2 separate regions of the Manis javanica genome follow, and region 1 is linked to region 2. Evidence: chromatin contacts called from public Hi-C data. All regions are on one chromosome and are shown on one strand. The core of a region is the stretch at or near the end of the contact, and the rest is flanking DNA. Distances in the headings are between cores, read along the strand shown.

What was found. A called contact is a pair of places that touch in the nucleus more often than the background predicts.
Region 1: a contact with region 2 is called in a Hi-C map of blood, with 4 times the contacts expected there. The contact joins the promoter of MXD1 here to the promoter of SNRPG in region 2. A contact is called at or near these places in 2 of 2 Hi-C or Micro-C datasets (blood and fibroblasts).

Annotation. Positions count from the first base shown.
Region 1 is chr1:183,925,698-183,931,958 of MJ_LKY, forward strand. It overlaps MXD1 (MAX dimerization protein 1), which reads right to left and starts at 4,339. Exons shown (of 6, transcript XM_073212028.1): 1 at 3,349-4,339; 2 at 3,158-3,257. The coding sequence starts at 3,355.
Region 2 is chr1:183,621,293-183,626,988 of MJ_LKY, forward strand. It overlaps SNRPG (small nuclear ribonucleoprotein polypeptide G), which reads left to right and starts at 3,722. Exons shown (of 4, transcript XM_017669149.3): 1 at 3,722-3,854. The coding sequence starts at 3,823. FAM136A (family with sequence similarity 136 member A) reads left to right here. Exons shown (of 3, transcript XM_017669148.3): 3 at 1,135-2,628. The coding sequence ends at 1,323.

The sequences.
Region 1 (6,261 bases), core at 3,089-5,588, 310 kb after region 2:
ACCAGGCCTGCATTGCAAACCTTTGGCTTTAAAGCACGTGGCATTTTAGTTTTAACAGAGAATAACAAGTTCAAAGTCTGACAGATTTTTTAAATTCATTGAAAGTATATGACAACAGCTGGTCAGGATTTCCCTGCTTAATCGTTGACAAGGGCCATCCTTGGGAGGTGGTGGAAGAGAGGATAGGTATTTGAAAAGAACATGGTCTCTGATTGTAGAAAATAACAGCACACAGGACATTGTTACAAAAACTTCTGGATTCTTTGAAGATACATATGAAAAATTCTGAATCCCCAAAAGAAGCTTTTTAACAAGTTCCATAGGAAATGGCTTCCAAACTTTGAACAGAATTTTAGGAACTATAGATTTTATCTGATTACTTAAAAGGGCTGAACACATTGTGATTTTTCCAATTGCTAGGGCATTACTGAAGTACATTCAGTTTACTGAAACTGAGTCTGCTTTAATAAAAAGTAGGCTTTTCAAAAAATGATAAAAGATTGACAGCCAACTCTGTTGATAGGTAAACCATATATTTTTCATTAAAGCATTTTATAAGAAAACATAGATACCTTGTGTCAAAATTATTTTCCATGTGATTATTGAAAAGATTTGGTAACTCTAGAATCACCGTTAAAGATTCAGTGTCACCATCTAAAAAATATACTCTTAACATTAAGGTAACTAAGGCAAACTATAGAGTATCTGAGAAAAGGAAAAGTCTTTGGGTTCAAAAAGACTCCCTATGTGAGGTCAGCTATATAGCTACTGTCTAATGAAAGAACTAGGTGGCAAGTCCTGAACTTCCACTTTCACAAGTGCCAAAGCCTGCTTTACCAACTTAACAAAACATACACTTAAAAACTCTGGATTTCAATTCTAAGTATTTACTAACCGATTTTAAAAATCAGTAGGAAAGAAAAAAAGATTCCATCTCTCTGTTTTCTAGTAGTTTTCTGGATGATTCCAAAACAATCAACAGTCACATTTTCATTTGTTTTTGTTGTTTTTTTTAAACTAGAGAAACTTGATTAAGATCTGCACTTTCACTTCCCAGGAAGTTTACTATGTGACTTTTTTTTAAATGTCCAAGGAAAAGTAGCCCCCTGATTCTACAAAGAGGACAGCATTTCAATCTGAATTAACAAGAATAAACTGTTACCCACTGGTTATGTAAACCAGCAGTAATCTCTCCACAGTCCTCACCTCAGTTCAAAATCCTGACCATACATGACCTTGGATGTAAGTCTAATTCAAATCAAGGGGTCAAACTGCCTTCTCTGGGGAGATCTCTCACTGCCCAGGTACGGGTCATTCCAAACAGCTCATGAAGGAAATGATCACATTTACAAAACAACCTGCTCTTGCTTCATCTGTTTGCTTGGTGCCATCTCCAGGTTTAACCATGGTCTCTCAGAGATCCCTGCACCACTGAAGATGTTACAATAATATACTATTAGTTCAGAACATGGACAACAGGATAGCCTCCTGTCTCTAACCATGGAAAGCAAACCAAACCCATGAACAGAAGTAACACAGCTTTTCCAAAAATCAGCCATTTTTCAGAAGTAATGTTGGATATTAAAGAGAAGATAATCTTTTCTTGGCTTGAAACGCTCAACTATTATTTTTCCTTACTAATCACCTTTTGGAACCAAGCTGGTTCTCTTCAACATCCCCTTTTTTCCTCTTCCCACAACTGAACATCCCCCCACCAACTTTCCTGTGAAACTTGGGAAAAAATAAAGTGCCAAGGATAAAGTTTTGACTATTAATGTGTACAATTCCCTACAAACCATGAGGAGACAAGAATAAAAGCAACAAATGGACTACATTTTTCCAGAAAAGTAAACCAAACCTTTTCAAAGTTCTTGTATATAAAACTTTAAAAACCAATATTGTAACAAAACACAACACAGCTAAATTATTTTATACCATTGCATAATACAAGTGATTATTCATATCTTTCTTAAAGGCCTTAGTACCCATGCACACTTACTGGCTACCACCTTCAGGTTAATGCTAAAGATGGGAGAGGCAAAACCACCAGGTAGTTAATTACCAGGTTCATCCTTCACGTGCCTTCCATGCCTTCCTATTCAAGAGGTACTCACATCCTGTGGTTTTACCAACACTAAGGACAATGGGGTGAATCAAGGACAGAAGTGGCAGCAAGAACAAGTTGAGTTTTAGGCTCAAGTGGGAACCTTCTGGCTTTTAGTGGTCTGTATTGTGCCACAAAGCTGAACAGATAATAGTTATATGCAGGGAGTTATTCATGAGGATGGGAGAGGGATAAGGATTCTAAATCAGTGATGAAAATATCAGTGATTTTAATTTATTGGAATGAAAGGTATAATTCAAAAAGATCTCATAAAACAGGCTTCCTAGTTAACTTATTTTAAGGGAAAAAAGGGGCAATAGCATTAATGGGGTACTTACATGTACCAGGGACTATGTTCACGGCTTTAATATGTGATTTCATTGACCATGAACCAAATACTTTCCAGTGAGATTCAGAGATTTAAAAAACTATGAGGCTAACATAAAAAGGTGGTGGTATACTAGTATATTAATGTTATATTAATGTTATATACTCTTCTATCACCAAAAAGGTAGGTTTTAACCTTAATCATTCCTCTTTGCCATTATACACAGATGTGAAAAATTATCAGATAAACCACTGAATTTGTATGTCAATATGAAATCCTACCACCTATGTCAAGTCAGATACTGTAACATTTATAAAATCTTCACTATGAAAAATCAAGAGAAATAATGTCCAGCTTTTTCAATATATAGAATACAAAACCTTTCAATTATAGAAAAAGAATCTGCAACTTTTGAAGGCAAAATATTGTCAGTGTTGCTGATCTCACTGGAAGTTTTCATAGAGTTTTGTTTCAAAAGGGAAGAAAACCACAATTAAATTTTTTAGAAAGTTGATAAAGAAATATCAAACATTTCCATTTCTCTCTTTTCTTCAGTTCCCTAACCCCAAACAGAAGGGCTGCTTCCTTAAATGGCTTAAGACCATGTATACATTACTGAATCATTTAATTTACAGGGTTATAATCACAACAGGCAACTTCCATTCTGCAGTTGGTGTCATTTTCAGTATAATCTAAAAGAGAAAGAGAAATATTTACCAAATTACCTGCTACTGCTGTTATTCTTCTTGGGTTTGTTCCTCCGTTTTAAGGCATCTCTGTCCTTGTTATTGTATGGTAACATGGAGGCATAACCATGCTCAGCTTCTAGAAAACCGGAGGATCCAGTTAATGAATGAGCCCAAAACTCTCAATACTCTTTCCCCTACACAGTATTTCCTTTTCAAAAGGTACTTACTTTTCATTAAAAGAATAATGTGAAAATAAACGGAGCAAAGTGGAATTCTTAGAACAATAATTGTTTTTTTAATTGTGCGAACACCCTCTGTACGGAGCAGGTGTAAGGAGCATTCTAGTTGCTCATTGTTGAGAAAGACACGTAAGTCGCCAAGCTCATGGAGCCTGGGTTTCCCGTTGGCAACGTCCAGCAGGTTGGTGTGTGTTAAGTGGGACCAGCTTCAGGCGAAGATGCTGGGCAAACACCGGGAGTCAGGGTCGGGGGTTGCGGAGCCGTACAGGAGAGGCGCTGCTCCTCCAGCAGGTCCACGTAGGGGCCGGCCGGGGCAAGCCCCGCTGAGGTAAACCAAGAGCCTGGCTGAGCGGTCCCCGGGCACCCCACTAGCCACGGGGTGAAGGGAAGAAGGTGTCGCGCTTGGGACCTCGGGGGGAAGCGGCCCCTTTGCCACCCTCATTCTTTGCCTTTGGGGCAGCGGCAGCCTCCCAGCGGACCGCGCGTGGAGAGAACTGGAGGGGTTGGGAGCGCTCGCGGTCGCCCTCTCCGAGCCTCCAACCACCCCCAGAGTGGTTGGGCGCCCCGACCCGCGGCCAGGACCCTCAGAGCCCTGGCCGGGTCTCGGCCCGAACCCCTCCCGTCCCCGTGCACCTCTCTCCCGCCGCTCCAGGTAATCGGCCGCCTCCAGCAGCATCTGGATGTTCATCCGAACCGCCGCCGCCATTCTGCACCGGGGGCCGGAGCCACGGGACCAACCCCCACTGCTCACAGGCTCACGAGCTCGCCGCCGCCGCCGCCGCCGCCGGACACCCTCGCCCCGCTGTGGACCCCGTAGAACAGGGTTGAGAGAGCTTCTCCGGCGACCACGCTCGCAAGAAGAGGGGGAAGGGGCCGGTGAGCTGGGCACCACACACACAGTGACAGAACCCGGAGAAAAGCAGCAGCCGCCACCGTCGCGCAGTGTTTATCCCCGACTCACCATCCCCCCGCCCCCAGCCCCTTCTCTTGACAGGCCCTCTTCGGCTGCGTTCCTCATTGGGTACCCCAAAGAATGCCCAGCCCCTGAGCTTGTCCGATTGGGAAAGGGCATCAGGGCCCCGCCCCTTAGAGTCCGCTCCTCTCCCTGGTTGGTCACACTTGACAAGACCCGGGCTCCGCCCCCTCTTTCCAATTGGTGACAGTGCTAGCAACTCCGCCTCGTACTCCTTCCCTATTTTCCATTGGGTCTATAACAACAACCAGGCCCCTTCTGCTTTGTTCCCATTGGCCAAGAGCTACAGAACGCAAGCCACTTTGCCTGTTTCCCATTGGTGAAGCCTTCTGAAACCTCCCAGCTACGATGACGTCACCTTTCTCCAGACCCAGAGAGCCCTGAGTGGCTGGTGATCCCCGGGCCGGGTACTCCTCCCTGGATCTGGCATTGGCTGCCGGGGCTGAGGGAGTCGAGCAGCGCTGATTCACCGGCGGCCGCGGAACTCGGCTCCACCCTGCCCCGCCTGGGACCTGTTGCCAGGACCTGTCCCCGGGGAAAAGTTGCGGGGCCCTGCTGGGCGCCTCTGAAGTGGAAGGCTGTTACCGCGCATTGCCTGGGAGCTCTGCCCCACTCGGTTTCGGAACCAGAGTCCTCGGTCTGGCGGCCGCGGCCCATAGGTTCCAGGCTTCCCGGGACGGGGACGGTAGAGGGATTTGAGTAAGTCTCCAGAAGGGAGAGCGGCACCAAAAGCCCGGTGGGTGGCCGGCCTGGTGAACCTTGAAGGGAAAAGCTTGGTCTCAGCGTTCTCTCTGGGAAAGCGCTGGAGTCTGGTAGCTGTAAGCGGCACTGAGCGCCTCCTTCAAGGCACTCCCCACGCCCAGGAGCTGGCGTTACTCCCTCACGCGAGTGGGTTTTAAAGCTCAGAAACTTCCCGTGCCTACAGAATGACGCTCAGTCTCCCAGTTTCTCTGACCTAAATCTCTTCCAGGGTCTTTCCTTCCCTTTTAATTCTAGATGAAAACATTCAAGGATACTTCAAGATAGCTAAAAATGGTGTTTGTATCAATATAAATGTTTAAAGAACGAAACGTTTAAGGATTGTTCCTTAAGCCTATCAAGATTTCTGAGATGAGAGCTATCTTGAGACCCAAGTTACATTAACATACTGACACGTCCACTTTAAAAAGTTGGAATAAAATTCTCTGTAAATTGAGAACCTGAATATAGAAATGAATAAAACGTGAACATATTTCACAAACCTTTAAAAAAAAGTTTGCTGTTGCCAATATATGAAAACAATACCTTACTATGTGTTAGGTAATTTGCCTACGTTATCTCTAATCTGTAACAAAACCGCATTAGGTGTGTTAATTATCTTTATTTTACACGTGAGGAAACTGAGGCCCAGGGTAGCTGAATGACTTACCTCATCTTCCATTTGTCTGGAGATGGAAGCTGAACCTAAATCTCTTCCACCCAGAGCCCACGCAACTAAGGCTCCCTGACAGTTGTTCTAAAAACAACAGTTAAGAAACATTTCCAGACTGAGTCACAAAACACCGATACTCAAACACTGGGGAAAAAGGAGAAACTTGTATGTACAATTATGATGGGAAATTTTTAAATGTGTCCTTTTTAATGGTTGACAAATCCATTAAAATTAAATGAACTCAACAGAATTAGAATAAGTAAATATAGTAACCCATGCTTTACATACAGGAAACTATTTTCTGATTTTATGGGTTAACTGAATCTAAAAGTTGATTTTTTATGAAAACTAATAAATACATATACTGAAGATAAAAGTTGTCAACACAGAGAGAAATGAAAATGGGGATATAAAAATTTTAAAGAGTATTTTTAAATTGTAAGTTATTTGTACAACAAATTTGAAAATTGTAATGAAATGAATTATGTACCAAAACATAATAGATCCTTCACTTAAA
Region 2 (5,696 bases), core at 2,472-4,971:
CTTTCTCTGAACCAGTTTTTCATAGCTTGAGATTCTGTTCACATAGAAAAATGATATCTAATGTGATCAATTTTTATATTCTGTATAAAATTCTTCAAAATTTTACTGACACTTGGAAGAAATAACTTCTCCACAGTCATGAAATCCCAAAGGGTTTCTTTGTGCTCATTCTGACAGCTAATTTTGTAGATGGGATCTTTGAAATTTTGATTCTTGGGTTGCTGTAACTTTCTCCTCCCATTCATTTTTCAGGCCTCTCTAATCAGACTTACTCTTCCACCCTGCCAGAACTGCGGTACCATTCCCTGCTGTGGGGCTAAATCCAGATGTCATTTCTCACTCTGATCTTACTCAGACTATCTGCATTATTGACTGATCACACTCCTTCCTGAAACACTGTCCAGTTGGGCATCAGGACACCTCACTCTCCTAGTTTTCCATCTCACTCTCTGGCCATCCTTTCTTGGCCTGCTTTCCTGGCTTTTCCCCCTTCTCCAACCTCTGAGCACTGGAGTGCCCAGGCCTGTCCTTGGACCTTCTCATTTTTCTATCTAGCTTTCTAGTCTCATAGCTATAAATATCTATATTCTGACAATGCCTATATTCATTTATAGTTCTGAACCAGATCCATTCCTGATCTCGATTCATATATCCAACTGTTTTCCTGAACATCTCCACTTACTTGTTTGTCTGTCTCCCATATAAATGCAATAAAGGCAAGAACGTTATCTTTTACTTATTGCTATATTCCTCAACATTAGAATGGTACCTGGCACATAGGAGATGCTCAATAAATATTTGTTGAAGTATTTTTCTGTAGCAAGGACAGACATGAAAGAATCAAAGTGTTTAACTTTCTGTAGTTGAGTAACAGAAGCCTTACTTACATTTCACTTCCTGAAAGGGGCTTTTATACAATTTATTCTGTCATTTACAGCTTTCTACTAATGCATTGTTTGGGCCTCCCTATGCCAGCCTCTGTTTCAATCAGAATAATCTTGGTTAATTGCACTGTTGTATCCCTTTAATATATGTCAATCCAAAATATGTAGCAAAGGGCCTTATCATGTGATAAGCACTCAGTAAATGAATCTATCCTCTCAGCCTTCTCAGCCCTCTTCCTTCTTGCCACAGGACCGCCTGGCCCGGTGCACCATGCATTGCAACGACAAGGCCAAAGATTCGATAGATATGGGGAGTAAAGAGCTTCAAGTGAAGCAGGAGCTGGAGAGTTGTGTGACCAAGTGTGTGGATGACCACATACATCTCATCCCAACCATGACCAAGAAGATGAAGGAGTCTCTCTTGTCCATTGGAAAATAGAAGTCTTTGCCCTTGGCCATGAGGGCTGAGGGCAAGAATCTATTTAAAAAGAGGAGTGGGGATTTTGGTCTTTTAAGCAAAGTTTATGAGTGAAGAAATTAAGAATGGCAGCAAGTTTAAGACATGTTACTTGCCTTTGGACACTGGTTCCTTTACGTTTCAGCCCTAGAAAGTGAAGTGGAAAAAAACTGGTGCTAAAATTTGGGTCAGAGAGATCACAGGAGAGTTTTTGATAGCCTAAATTTCATGTGGCAAGTACTTTCCTGACAGTAGACATCTCCCTTGTACCAAGACAGAACTCTCCAATGCACCAGATTCTTAATAGTACACAGGTACCAACAGCCTAGCAGTTTCCTCTCATCTGCCTGTTATCTGGTAGAGTGTGAGGAGAAATGTTTCTGTTTGTTGCCAACCTCCTGTTTACTAGAAGGGTCACCACGCCATTTTCTGTAAATTGTAAAACAAAATCCATGAGAGCACTAATTTAGAAGGGAAGAAAGGTTTCTGGGCCTTTGCTTTGCTTGATTTTGTTTTGTAGACAAGGGAATAGGGTTGACTTAGGATACGGAGTTGGGAGAGGTAGTTGGGATAAGATCTCTGAAAGGTTTCTTAGGGATATCCGTTTGTGGCAGTCAGGATGTGGATATGCATTTCTTGAAATACTCATACATATTTCAGCCTGGACACCCCGCAAAAACAGGCAATGTCACACTGGGTATGGGAAAAGCAGACCTTTTCTCACTGGCAACCATGATGGGCCGTAAGGCTATCCGCAGCTAGTAACAAGATGATCTTGCAATAACATTCTCTTGAAGGGAAAGGATGTTTTCATTGTACTATATACCGGTATCCAGGAATGACCAACGAAAGAGGCACTGTTGGCTGCTTAAGAGTTACAAAGTACTGAATTTGGGAAAACTGGGTTTTCATAGAACAGAATGGGATGAAATAAACCCAGTCAGTATTACTACCTCCTGATATAACAGAGCCCTATCGATATAGTCCCTGGGCAACAGGAAGGTCAAGGGAGAAAATGTAAGCAACTCAGGGGCAAGCTGTGACTCCTTTAGAGCAAAAAAGGGGCAGCCCCCCAGTACCAAATACTGCTTTTGCCTGGGGCCTTTGCAACAATCAGTGTTCCTGCCCCAGCTTTGGTACCTTAATCATTTTTATAAGGACCTAGTTGTTGTTTTACCAACTTACTACTTGAAATTATAATAGAGCCTGTCTGTGCTGTTTGGGGGCTGTGATATATTTTCCTACTTGCTCGATTTTAAAAAATAAAGTTCAATTTTTCCTCCCGTATTGTGTTTCTTCCCTTTTATCTGGGCAGTGAATATATAACTATTAGGATGCTTCTCTTTGTAATATGTGAAATAAGTTTCTTAAGAGGTCCAGAAGAGTGAATATAGTGTTACGGTTGGAATACAGGACTGATCCAATGTAAATGGGGGGATCTTTGAGAACAGGCTAGGGCACTATGTCTTGAAGTCCATCAGTGTAAACAGAAACTATAAGGCTAGAATTGAGTACTCATGTCAGGTCCTAGCTTCAGCTAAACAGTAATAGCAAATGGTGGAAAGGTACACAGTTATGACCCCTTTAGAGAAAATGCAACATCTAGGATTTTGAGTACCAGGAGTACAGACTATGAGTTTGTCTTTATTACCATTGGTATTTAAGTATAGCCATTACTGAACATTAGTAATAAATTGAATTTTTGAGAACCATCCCCTACCTAGAATCACCAGGATTTCTCTATTTTGGCCAAGTCTTCTGTAATCCCTATTTGATTCATAAATGTAAATTCTCCTATTTTGGGTGATTTAACTGAGAACAAGTTGACCGATTTTCACAATGCTCTTGACTTGAAAATGAGTACCACATACTAGCGTTTGTGTGCTGCACTTAACATTTTACATATAAGGCAAGGTACGTTAAGTGGGGGTTCTTTTGGAAGCAGTGTTAGAATTGCAGGAGCATCGGTTGGAAATACACTTCCGCGCTCTGGATTAAAATTCTTAAGACTGGCCCTGTCATCCTGCTCTTTGTTGCAGAGGTCACTAAGATGTTACTGGAACACTAGGCTTAGCATGACAATATACTGTGAAAACACATGCCCAAGAAATAGGGGCCCACTCCTGAGATTTTTATTTGGTCTATGTGAAGAAGATAACTGATGCGATCCACAAAGATAAGTAATTGACTAGTGCAGATCAGAGGTTTTATAGAACGCACACTGCACAGAACACTCAGAATTAAGGAAAACGCCCTGAGGCCCCACCCCCTCCATCCTAGCCAGTCGCGGGCAACGCAACCGGAAGCTAGAGCTGATCGACTCCATCAGGCTTCCCGTAAGTATCGCGAGGTGAAAATGTGAAAGCTTCCAGCAACCGATTGGCTAATGGGATCGTTGACGTCAGACGCAAAACGCCAGGCCTACCACGGGAGCGTGAGGTGGGCTGCGTTTGGAGTCCTTGAGCTCGCGGCGTAGGCACCATGAGCAAAGCGCACCCTCCCGAATTGAAAAAGTAAGTATATGTGAGGACCGCGCTTAAGTGGCAGTTTCTTAGCGTCCTTAAGAGTTTCTTAGGTCTTCCTCCATTTCCCATCAGTGCGCCTGGCACACTTACTCCCGCCCGAGGCCGCCGAGGTACCGGCCAGGGTCCCGCACTTCCGCGCCTGCAGTTCGCGCAGATGTCTCTTCAGGGCCTGGTCGGCATGGTTACCAAAGCTGGCCAAGGCGCCTCCATTCTGCAGACTCGCCTCTCTGGCCCGAATTTCTGGCCCACGTTTCCTCAGTACACTCCCTCGGACTCTCTGCCTCGTTACTTGGAGATCTCGAATGCCATCCTTTGTTGAGCATCTTTAATAGCATTAAGTTGTAGATAAGTGACTGGAGAATAATTATGTAAGGAGGTGCGTGGAATGAACATGCTTAGTAGTATATGAGGAATCAAAATCTACCTTAACCAAAACCCACGTTTGTAGCTGTTTCTTCGAACTTTAATTTAGTAATCCCATTCCTTTTTCTTGCTTGCTTGTACTTGTTAAACTGGAATGTCATGTGAAACCTTGTTCTGTTAACAGAGATGTGTGAGAACATTCATTTTTCTAATTAGAGGATAGGTTGGTTGCTTTTTCGATACCCAATAAAATCATCTCTAAAGTATTCCTACTTTAGACAGTGACCGATTTAAATGTTCAACCTCCTCAAAAACTCTTGACTGAACTTAACATGTACCATGTTTCCAAAGTACTTCTCTTTCTTCTGTTTACCATGTAATGGTAGAATTCTGCATGTAGTAATTGGTTAGCACAAATTATGCAGAATTGATCCAGGGATCAATTTGTGTGGCAGCCACCTGGGCACCTTGTTTATAGTTCATTTATTACTAGCTCCATAAAGAAGTAAAAAACTTCAGAAAAAGCTCATAGTTAATAATTCTGCATGTAAGTGCCTGTTTGTATCAAAGCCACCTTTTGGGTTAAAAACTATATTTGAGTCTTTTAAAGACAATTATTAAATCATAAGCCTGACATTAAGAAAAACACAAATTATTGTGAAAATGCAGGTCTAAAAGATATTCTTTCATTGGTGATCTGGGTAAAATCTTGTGTCCTCTGGATTCATCAGGAACTGGTGAAATGGTTAATTCTTTTTTTAGCAAAAGGACCAGGCTGTACTTGTAATTTTAAATTTCCTTTCTGATTTTTAACAGATACTTGAGAATTTCAGAGGATGAAACTAGTTTTAATACCTTTCTTTTCTCATACCTAGATATCATGAATTAGAAAATCCTGTCAGAAAGTCAAAATGACTTTGAAAATGTTTCTTCCTTTACTTTCTCACGCATGCCATCTTTTACACTTTTATACCCTCCTCGTGGTTTCGCATAACTCTGATTCTTCACTGGTGAGTGGGGAGTCTGATTGTATCAGCATGGGGTGGGTAGAGGCCAGGGGTACTGCAAAATACCCTACAGTACACTGGACATCCCTCAACAACAATCATCTGGCCACATAGGTCAGCATGGTGAAGTTGAGATAACCTGGGCTAACCGCATTTTCCCTCACACCTCTTTAAAAAAATCACTGCCAAGTAGTCTTGGCAATAACTGGCTCTGCCTTAATAACTTAACCACTGCATAATACAGTACAGACTTCTTCACCCAGCATCCAAGCTCCTCCATCTGAAATCCAAGCACCAAATATTACACACACAGGTATTTGAATGCCCTCTTCTCCATCCAAACGAAACTGTTTGTGTTTGCCCAAACTTTCTCACCTGCTATGTGACTGTGGACAATTTTACTTAACCTTTCCTAAGCCTCAGTTCCCCATCTTGTGAAATGGTAGTGATAATGGTATGT